Regions from separate parts of the Triticum aestivum genome. Here region 1 is linked to region 2. The links are chromatin contacts, called in public Hi-C maps. All regions are on one chromosome and are shown on one strand. The core of a region is the stretch at or near the end of the contact, and the rest is flanking DNA. Distances in the headings are between cores, read along the strand shown. Region 1 holds the start of LOC123166202 (transcription factor GTE9). Region 2 holds the start of LOC123168193.

Region 1 (5,738 bases), core at 1,633-4,132, 670 kb after region 2:
TGGTACACCCAAAGCATTCCTACGGTATCCGGGAGTTGCACGATCTCATGGTCTAAGGAAATGATACTTGACATTAGAAAAGCTTTAGCAAACGAACTACACGATCTAGTGCTATGCTTAGGATTGGGTCTTGTCCATCACATCATTCTCCTAATGATGTGATCCCGTTATCAATGACATCCAATGTCCATGGTCAGGAAACCGTAACCATCTATTGATCAACGAGCTAGTCAACTAGAGGCTCACTAGGGACATGTTATGGTCTATGTGTTCACACATGTATTACGATTTCCGGATAACACAATTATAGCATGAACAATAGACAATTATCATGAACAAGGAAATATAATAATAACCATTTTATTATTGCCTCTAGGGCATATTTCCAACATCCTCTTCAAGGGAAAACCAACGCATGCTCAAGAGGTAGCAGCCGCCGCCGCCGCGCAGCAGGAGGTCACCAACGCCCGCGTCATCGCGGCAACGAGGGAGGCGCTCTATATGCTAGGGTTAAACACTAGCCAACACGGCCTCGTCAACGCCGCCGTGGCCGCCGCAGCCAGCACCGACTCATCTGCGTTCCCCCGGATGGTGCTTCCCGACTCGCCCCGCGCGTCGGCTTGCAACCCGATGCCCGGCTTCCACGTGTACCCCCAGGCCTCCCGCCTCCCCGGGGAGTGCTCGCCCGACGTGAGCGTGGTGGCGCCTTCCACGCCCGCGCCCATCGACCTGAACGCCACAGCGGTGGCTCGTCATCGGGAGGCGCGAGGAAACGCGCGAGGCAGATGCCGGCCGACATGCTACCGGACGCCCGCAACCTGTTTGAGGGAATGCCGGCCGCCGGCGATGAGGACAACATGCAGAACCTCATCTTCGAGGGCGGTACGCCGGCCGCTGGCTACGACCGACGAGACACAAAGCCAGGACGGCCGCGGGGCGTTCACGCCGGCTGCTGGCTATGATCACGATCAGGTGGCTTTCATGCGTGATCAGGTCGGCATGGACCTAGACGGCTTCCCACTTGACCACGAGTTTCTGGACGACTACGGGCAAGAGGAAGAGGACGAGTGCGACATCGAAGTGGAGCCTTTGTTCGAGGACGAGCTCGCCAACCAAGCCGCTGGGCCGAAGCCGAAGCGCAAGAGCAAGCGGACGAAGGCATACACGGCGGCCGAGGACAAGCTTCTTTGCGAGTGTTGGCGAGACATTGGACAAGACCCCAAGACTGGCGCCGAACAAAAGCATTCAACTTTTTGGATTTGTGTCCACCGGGAGTTTCATGAGCGCAAGAAGTTTCCGCCTTACCAAATTGTGAGCACGCGCGGGTGGGTGTCCATTTCAAAGCGTTGGAGGGTGATCCAACAAGAGTGTAACAAGTTTTGTGCCACCCTTGAGAGCGTCAAGACCCGCCCCGTGAGCGGCATCGGCATGCAAGACATGGTATGCTAGCAAGCCGCCCTCTTTTGTGTCATCAAGTTTATGCTTGCAAGTTCATTTGCCTACCATTTGTCAATATGCTTGCATGAAAACATTTGTAGGCATTTCAAGCTTTGGAGGCATTCAAGGTCCAACACAATGCAAGTGCTTCAACCTGTCCCATTGCTTTAGGGTCATCAAAGACGAGGAGAAGTTCAAGGCGCAACATGCCGCCCTCAAGTCGCGTAGGGGGAAGCAAGCCGTGGAGGAGGTTGGGGACGGCGAGCCGGCACGGCCGCGGGGGAAGACCAACTCCAAGAAGGAGGACAAGCGGGATGCGGCATCGAACGCCTTGATCGCAAGCGTGGAGGGCATGATGAACAAGAAGGATTCAAGGGAGGAGGAGCGCCGGCGTTTCAAAAAAGAGGAAATGAACGCCTTCATAGAGATCCAAAGGAGGAGGCTTGAGATGGGCGCGAAGAAGCAAGGCAAGATGCTTGAGATTGAGGCGGAGAAGCAAGCCAAGATGCTAGACATCGAGGCCGCCAACGCCAAGACCAAGGCGAAAGAAGTGACTCTCGCGCATGATGACCGGGGTGGAAATCATGAAGGTGGATCTCAACATCGTGTCGCCAAGGAAGAGGCCGTGGTTCGAGAAGATGCAGGCCGACATGCTCAAGTTCATCGACGAGTGATCTCGTGGCCGCGAGGGCCTTCCTTTTTTGTATGCCGACTTGTGTGCTGGCATGATCACGGGGCCGCGATGGCGTGGTCGAAGTCAAGTCCCACCTTTTTTTGTGTGCTAGCATGTGTGCCGGCCACTGGCGAGTGCGCCAACATGAACTGCGGTGATATTTTTTGAAGCCGGCAATGTATGCCGGTGTTGGCATGGTGCCGGCATTGATCTATGGCTGCTGACATGATATATGGTTGCGAGCCTTTTTTTAAATTGAATGCGTACATGAAATGGGTCGGCGCGTTGCGCGCGCTGCTGACCCAAATGCAAAACTGGGCGGACGCCGGGCGGGCGGCCGACCCAAACAGACAAAAAGCGGACAAATGCGCGTTGGGTCGGCCCGTTGGAGTTGCTCTAAGAACTTGATAAGTTTTTTTAACACAACTTGATAATATTTTGAAAATTCACGTTTAAATATCTTTTCCGGGGGAGATTCGCATGCTATTTCCATAGCATCCCAGGTCGGACAAATCAACACGTGATTCTAGCATACGAAGCCCTAGAGGCTTTCTAGACACGCAACCACCTATAATCGCACCGTCCGCCCCAAAAACCCAACGGCCGGGATCTCCCCTCACAAGTCAGAGCCGCCCACCCTATTCCGTCCAAGAGACTGCGCGGTGGGACCATTTGGACCGGGGGACCCACATCTCAGCCACCGGGCGCGCTCCCCGCACGCCGCTTACAAGGGGCCCCTTTGCTTCGCGATTCGAGCCTAAAGCTCGCGAGCGGCACAGTGAAGAGAGAGAAAGAGACGGGGACAGAGGAGAGAGAAACCCCAGGTCTCGCCGCCTCGCCTTCATCCGCTTTCGCCTCGCCGCCTCCGCGCCGCCCTCCGTTTCGAGGAGGAGGAGGAGGGGGAGCTCCAGTGCTCGCGCCGCAGCGGCGGCGGCGGCGCCGGGTGCCTGCGCGAAGGCCTCGAGATCTCGCGGCGGCGCCGCCGGCTTTGTGTGGTGGTTGTGGTGGGTGCGGCGCCGTCTGCTCGGTGAGTTGGCTCGATCTCTCGCCGCGGCGCTTCCAATTGAGCTGCTCCGCCCCCCGAATCGAGGGTTTTGGAGGCCTCCTGCTCTTGGCGGCCGTGCAATAAACTAACCTCTCGCTTCGGGGGGGTTAGGGTTAGGTTTTGGCTGAATTGTGGTGGATTTGGGTGACCCAGGCGGCGCATTGCGCTCGCGAGCAGACTGGTCTGCGTGTTCCGCCACGCAATGATGGGGAAGACGCAGAAGTTCTCCAAGGGGCACCCGCTCGGTTTCGTGCCGGACTACCGATATGGGGTGGAAACTGTGGGGGTGTCAAAGGGCCTTGGGAATCCTGCAAGAAGTGAAGCCAAGAGAAAATGCATCAACCTGAATACGGACGAGGGGGCTGATGCTCCCGGATTTAATGTGCCGCGTGTGGTCTTTGAGTTGCCGAGGATGTCGGCCTCGGATAGGAATGAGCTGGAGATGAGGCTCCGCGACGAGCTCGAGCAGGTCAGGGCCCTCCAGAGTAGGTTGTTTTCAAGAGGGGCTACGACGAGCATGAATGGTGGGACTGCGTCGGCTCCCAGAGGTGATTTCAACGGCAATAAAAAGGATGGGAAGCTCAGGAGGAGCAATTCAGTGCAGTCTGGCAGAGGATTACCGCCATCAGTTGCCCAACCTGTAGTCAGCTCCATTAACTACACAGCATCGTTTAAAAAATGCCAGGAGCTTCTGAAGAACCTTATGAAGCATCGCTCTGCAAGCCCGTTTGTTATGCCAGTTGATCCTGTGAAGTTGTGTATCCCTGATTATTTTGATATAGTCAAGCACCCAATGGATTTGGGTACTATACAGAAAAAGCTGAATGCAGGTGTGTACCCTACACCTTGGGAGTTTGCCGCAGACGTGAGGCTTACTTTTAGCAACGCTATACTTTATAACCCAGTCGGTAATGCAGTTAACATAATGGCCCAGACTATGAGCAGTGTTTTTGAACCTAGATGGAAGCCTATCGAAAAGAAGCTTCCTCGACCAGATGAGGAACTCTCTGCAATTGAGCCTTCAAAAAATGATGCAGTTGAGAAAAATATTGTTGACAACAAAGAGCCTTTTGATAGAAGACCTTCAAATAAAGGTGCATATAAGAAAAACACCTTTCAAAAAGAGGAGGTGGTTGCCAAGCCAGTTTTGCACCCGAAGAAGAGGAAAGCCTCTCCTTTGGTTCAGGATGCTCCAGTAGCATCAGTGATACAGATGGCTCAGGTGGCTGAGGAGGTTCCAGTGGTACAAACTGCTATGGGAATGATGACAGATGAACAAAAGGTTGCTCTAAGCGTAAGACTACAATCATATGGTGGATTCATTCCAGAACATGTAGTTGAGTTCATAAAGAGGCATGTTAATGATGATAATGATGCTGATGAAGATGAGTTGACTATTGACATGAACGCTCTCAGCGATGATACCCTGTTTGAATTACAGAAGCTTCTTGATGACTATGATATAGTAAATCAGTCTGGAAACCCTACAAAAGATGAGCCTCAAGAGGTTGAGGTGGGTGCTATTGTCTTTGAGATTGATTTTTGTTAGTTAATTTACTGACCATTGTTTCCTTCTGTTCAACAGTTCCAAAGTGAATATGGACTTGCCAACTCATCAATGCATCATGAAGGTCGCTTTCTCCTCATTTATTTTTTCCGTGGCACTAATTGTTGTTCTAAGTTAATACTGTATACGTCTTAGCAGGCAATGAGCTTGTTGAGGAAGACATTGATATTGGTGGGAACGATCTTCCACCTTTAACATACCCCCCTGTGGTATTTGAAAGTGAAACGGCAGACAGAAGCAGCAAGCATAGTTCTTCTAGCAGTTCTAGTAGTGAGTCAGGATCATCCTCCAGTGGTATGTATTTTTATCCATTTATCTTCACATATTACACTCCCTAAATTTGTATCTTGACTTAACTGTTACCAGGCCCAGCGATATGTTCTTTTGTTTTACTTTTTACCATTCCATGCCATTCAATGCTGCATGCCACAAATTGATAACTTTGCCCCTTAAGGCTGTTCAAATTCTTCCCCTGTGCTCACCTATTTGACATAGTCTTAACGATTCTTACGGCCTGTTCGGAATCTCTCCCGTCCGCTCCACTCCGCGGAGCTCCAGGAGCTCGGTTTGAGCTGCTCCGTGGAAATAAGCTGCAGTTTCCTCCGCTCTGGGAGCGCAGTCCAGGGAGCGGAGAGGAACCGAACAGGCCTTTAGTGTCAGCAAGTATTGATAAGTTGAAATCAGTAGTATTGAACAGTGTCCTGTTTGTTTCTAGTTTGATACTCCCTCTGTAAATAAATATAAGAGCGTCTAGATCACTAAACACTCTTATATTTCTTTACGGAGGGAGTACTTTAATTCAACTTTAGGGCCTGTTTGGGACTGCTCTGCTCCATCAAAATCAGTTCCGCTCCACCAAATCCACTTTGGAGCAGTTTCATACAGGAGTTGCAACTCTTCCAAAGAGAATGTTTGGCTTTCATCTAGCTCCAGCTTCAAGAATGGGAAATTTGGTGGAAAGGATCTATTTGATTGGATGAGTGGGGAGAAATGAAGGGGTATCCACTTACTGGTGT
Region 2 (5,369 bases), core at 2,819-5,318:
TTTAAGCCTTGTGCTTGTGGTTTGTTTTGGTGTTGTCGGCAAGCATGCTCCATTCCAAATTAATTGAAGTTCTAGGTTGGTTCTAAGTCTATCTTCTTTGACTTTGACCAAGTCTACTGAAGTTCTAGGCTTGTCATAATTGAGTACTCCGTTTGTTCCATAATATAAGAGCATTTTTGAGACAGAGTCTTATATTATGAGACAGAGGGAGTACCTGCTTGTGGTAGCTAGTCTGGTCTAGAAATGTGCAAAGCAGCACATCTCTAAATCCGAAGCTGCACAAAATTCGTACAGTTTGCAATTACTCAGTTAACCACTAGATAAGGAAAGATAAATCAATCAATGTCCAGCGTCGTTTGTGTAGGAGTAACAGTTTTCCAGCGCTCACTAGCAAAAGTTCATTCTTAACCAAGGTGTTTTTCCAAGCCCTAGGCGCTGAGCAAGCGTTGTGCCTCTGCTTAGTGCAATGACAGCTTAAGGTACTGTTTGGTTCATAAGTCTTTGGACTTTTTTTAGTCCCAACTTATAAGTCCCAAGTCCCCAAAAAGTCCCTACATGTTTGGTTCCTGGGACTTAACATGGACTAAAAGACCATATTACAACTATAAGTCCCTCATTGAGAGTCTTATTTCATAAGTCTCAAATGCCCACTTTAAGTCCCTACAAGTCCCTCCTGTTTGGTTTAGATGGGACTTAAAGGAACTTTTTTAAACCCCTACATCAATAAGTCCCTGTAACCAAACATCCTCTAAGCGATGCCTTTCTGTACGGATATCGTACGGACAGGACAGGAACAAGGGCGCCCAAAAATCAATTTTCAGAGCATGTAAGGCAAGAAAGCTGGCAGCGACGAGCTCGGGAAAGAGAAGCCACCAGGCTCCAGCCTAGACGAGGAGGAGCCTGGGAACCGAGGAGAAGGGGAAGGACTGGCGGCGAGGTCGGGGAAGGGGAGCTCAAAGTCCAGCCACGGCGCTAGGTCAGGGAAGAAGATGGGTGGTGAGGTCAGGGAAGAAAGCCCGATGCGCACGGTCTGACTTGCTCTCCTTTGTTTCTCTCACCCACTCTCCTTTGACAAACCCTAGGGGTCCAGCCCTTACCCAAAGGCGAAGCGGCAGGCCTCTGCTCAGCACTTAAGCACACCTAGTGCGCTCAAATTTTCACTGTTCTTAACTGAAGAAATACATAACCAAAGCGTTTGACACAGTTGCGTTGAGACTTGAAATTTTGAAGAACACATTTTCGCCCCTCTGGTTTCAACCAAGAGAACTGTAACATGTACCAAACCAGAAAACTTTGGAGTACCAAAGGGTTCCGATTGTCTTGTACTTCTATTCAATTAGAACCAACTGATTCAGAAGAAAAAAACAACAACCAAGAAATAGTTAAATGGTATGCTTTATAGCTACCAAATTTCACATCAACAACATCAGAATATAGCAAAATGGTTATTTACCAGTTAGTTACAAAAGAATGGGACAATTTCTCTCTTTCTCGAGACGCTGAATTGCAGCAAAGTAAACACACCTATACAAAAAGCATTACCTAGAACAAGCTGGCCTCCTGAAACCATAAACCCAATTTGTATGTATTCTAACACTTCAATGCAAGTAATGCTGAAGCTATGGAGACCGTGCATCCACCGGTCAAGAGAATCAACCACTGTTACCAAGCCCAGCCATCATCCCCGTAAATGTGGCTACTGCAAATCCAAGCACCGCGCCAGCAAAAACCTGATAAGATACCTCAGAGTCAATAAATACATATGTGAGACCAAGAATGTTGAATACTCCCTCTGTCCCAAAATAAGTGTCTTAACCTTAGTACAATTTTGTACTAAAGCTAGTACAAAGTTGGGACACTTATTCTGGGACGGAGGGAGTATGTCCCATGGTTTCGTGCACTTTCATCAGGTAAGAAGCAAATATGATGGGATAGGGACTAATCGCTTCATGCACTTGTGTGCAAGTACCATGCGTTAGTTCATGAAGAATTAGGCATTCATCTTCCTTAGCATGGCTGATAAGGGAGCAACAGATCAAACCTGAGGAGGCGTGTGTCCTATGAGCTCTCGCAACGGTCTTGTTTCAGCAAGTGGATGCTCTGATGGTAGCTCGTATACAATTTGATTCAAGACCTAACAATTTATTTAAAACAAGTTATAACTGGGATAGAAGCATCGCCAGAAGAGCAGAAAAATAGTGAATATACTCAACTGAAAATTATGGTGCTTCCCAGGTTATGCATATGGACTTAATAATAGCATGGCCTCTTAGGTTCACAAAATTTAACTAAAGGCACAGATCACCAATGACTTCTGTGGTAAAATGTTACTCCATGAGCTATTTAAGTGGACATAATTTGTTGGTGATCACCTAATTTGTTACTTCAAATAATGTTACTCCTCCTGTGGTAAAATGTTAATTCAAATAGCGAGTATAGTTTGTTGTATGAGCTATTTAAGTGGACATAAGCAACAAAACAAGCAAGGAAGTACATACGGTACTTACTAATGAGACTACAAAGTGTTACAACATGTCAACAATGCAACAAAGCCTAGATTGTTCTAGGCTTCCAGCTAGATTTGTGCTTTTCTAGCTGAATAAGAGACCGTAGTTTTAGCAATGGGCCACCACTTGGCATTCATAAAGTTGTTCGTTGCTTCCAGTATTTATTTGACATAATCCTTTCCGTCCATAAATTATTTTACTTTTAGTTACAAATATTTGAAGGTTTCAGATAGTACCTCTGCTTGCCTCCCTGCATGTAGCCTAACACCAAAAGCATCATACATCACCTGCAAATTTGCATTGCCAGAAAGATGGCTTTAGCGAAGATGCTGAAAAAAAGTAGCGCATATGTAACGCAGAGTGCTGCATTTTCTGAAGATGACATGGAATCATAAGCAACATGGCGAGCTCGTCGGGATACCACTATGCAAGACGTAGGGGAGTTAAAAAAAATACAGCCGTGAGAGTAGGCGGAGAGACTATCTGTTTGTATGGCTGTGCCTTGTGATGAACTCCTCCACACGATTGATTTTCAGTACTACTTATGCACAAGTAGGGGTGATTTTCTCATGCTTGCTACTGTCCTACTTTCTACTTGTTTGCTCAAGTTCGCAAATAAAGTCAGACAATATCACCACCATGACCACACCATGCCCCCAACCACATATATTATCCTCTATGTAATCATAGATTTCAGGTGTTTAAGGCGCTTGCATTTCTTCTCATGTGTACTGTACTTTCTATTATTATAGTAGTAATAACTGAACCAAGATATGCCGTCTTTAGGTTTTCTACTAAAACTTCAGTCTTGACTAAAATTTAGCTACTGAAGTGATCCAAGAAATGAACGAAATGATGTGTAGGTTTACCAAATTATTTACCAGAAAAGGATACTACTCGTCAGATCGACGACCCATCATCGAAAGATCCAACATTTCTAACAGCTAGAACAATCAAGACTCAAGAGAGAAACAGCGCTAACCACAGAGGCAAAGATGGCAGCTGTGGCGAAGAGCGAGCAGCTGAACCCTTCCTGTAGGCCGATGGCGACTGCGAGCGCGGTGACGGTGGCCGAGTGCGAAGACGGCATCCCCCCGGACCCCACCAGCTGCTTCGCGTCCCACCGGTTCTCCTTGTACCTACGCACGCGCGCACGGATCCCGTGACGGAGAGCTCAGATCCAGCAGCCGGCGCCGGATGGCAGGGTAGGGCGGGTGAGGCGCGCGAGAGATAGGCGTACCATGTGGTGAAGACCTTGATGGACTGGGCGATGGCGAAGGCCAGCACGGCGGCGATGAGCGGGCAGTTGCCGAACACGGCCAGGTAGGAGAAGGCGGGCGACGCCGCGGGCGGAGGCTGCGCGGCGGAGGCGGCGTCTCCCATCGCGGCCGGCTGGTTCTAGAAGCTTCCGCCCTCCGCCTCTTCCTCCTTGCGAGAAGAGAAGATCCGGGTCGGCTCCGACACGCTCACCCGCCGCGGTGCACTCGACCCAGTCACTCCTTGGCAAGGTGCCGGCGATTGGAGATTTTGGAAGCGTCCGAGCTGGCAAAATGGGGCCTTGCAGCTGTTAGGGTTGGACAAGTCACCATATATCATGTGAACACACATGATACCGCATCTCAAAATTCAAAATTGCAAAGTCCAATGGTGCTGGGAACAAGGGAAAAAGACAATTTAGTGGTGATGGGAATCAAGGGAAGGGTCGGCGACGGCAGAAGAAAGCACCTCAAGTTGAGAGGGGAGAAGGGGCTAGAAATCGCAAAATCATTTTACAGGCCGCCCTAAAACGATTTTGTGAAAACTCGAAGGTCCTAGCAGAACAGATCCATTAAAGCGTATCGTAAATTTAAAAACATAGATCATACTCCCTCCGTTTCACAATACATGCCTTCCATTTATCAAAATATAGATATATCTAGACATGCATTTTTGGACAAATGGAAGTCAAGTATTTTGAAACGGAGGGAGTATATAGTTCCCGCTACAAAGCTTATCACTACACACCGGAGTTCATGCATAGCTAAAACATAGATTAACTTGAGATCTAACATAGAATAGATAGGGATGCCAGCTCAGTTGCTGACGCCGAGGAAGGACACTTCCGCGGACCTGCGCCAAGCGTGGGCGTAGGCTTGGTCCTCCTTCGCCGCGGCGAGCTTGTCGGCGGCCCCTTCTTCTTCGGCCTGCATGGCGCGCTCCGTGGCGAGGAGCGCTTCATCCGCCTCCCGGCACTGCACGATGTGCGGGTAGAGCTCTTCGTGGAGGCGGTTGAAGTTGGCCCAGGGGAACCGGCCGCCGCTGCGGAAGAGGCGGCCATGCTCCCGTGCTTGCTTGGACCGCCACACCTCGACGAGGGGAGGGGATGAAGCTGCTGGCCTCCGCGGTGTTGCACGAGATCTTGCGCGATAGCGACCCCCCCCCCCACCAGCACGGCCACCACACCACGTGCGGAACCTACCATTAGTCGTCGGAAAAAGACTACGGCTGGCGGAATTGCTCGCTAGAGATGCGAAGGGAGGCGGTCGAGAAGGTGGATTGCGGCGGAGGAAATGAGAGGCGGGAACCCTAAATCGATGGCGGTCCCGTAGATATAGTGGCCGAAGGGCGGCTTTGCGAGCTGGGCTAGATAGAGCGGACCTGTTCAGCCCACAAAAATTGAAAAAACGTTATATCGGCCAGTGTCGGTGTCAAAGCAGATCTCGGGTAGGGGGGCCGAGTTGTTAGATCGGATCAATGGGTAACAAGAGAGAACACACACAAAGTTTACCCAGATTCGGGCCCTCTCTATGGAGGTAAAACCCTACATCGTGCTCTTGCTTATATTATTGAAGTATCAAAGTATAGAGTTGATCTATCTCGAGA

What was found. A called contact is a pair of places that touch in the nucleus more often than the background predicts.
Region 1: a contact with region 2 is called in a Hi-C map of leaf, with 7 times the contacts expected there. The contact joins the promoter of LOC123166202 here to the promoter of LOC123168193 in region 2. A contact is called at or near these places in 3 of 5 Hi-C or Micro-C datasets (all in leaf).

Annotation. Positions count from the first base shown.
Region 1 is chr7D:394,288,739-394,294,476 of IWGSC CS RefSeq v2.1, forward strand. LOC123166202 (transcription factor GTE9) reads left to right here and starts at 2,883. Exons shown (of 10, transcript XM_044583968.1): 1 at 2,883-4,668; 2 at 4,741-4,786; 3 at 4,861-5,016. The coding sequence starts at 3,358.
Region 2 is chr7D:393,620,468-393,625,836 of IWGSC CS RefSeq v2.1, forward strand. LOC123168193 reads right to left here and starts at 4,069. Exons shown (of 5, transcript XM_044586070.1): 1 at 3,748-4,069; 2 at 3,490-3,646; 3 at 2,744-2,794; 4 at 2,042-2,134; 5 at 1,380-1,730. The coding sequence starts at 3,890. The coding sequence ends at 1,653. LOC123169808 reads left to right here. Exons shown (of 10, transcript XM_044587680.1): 10 at 1-5.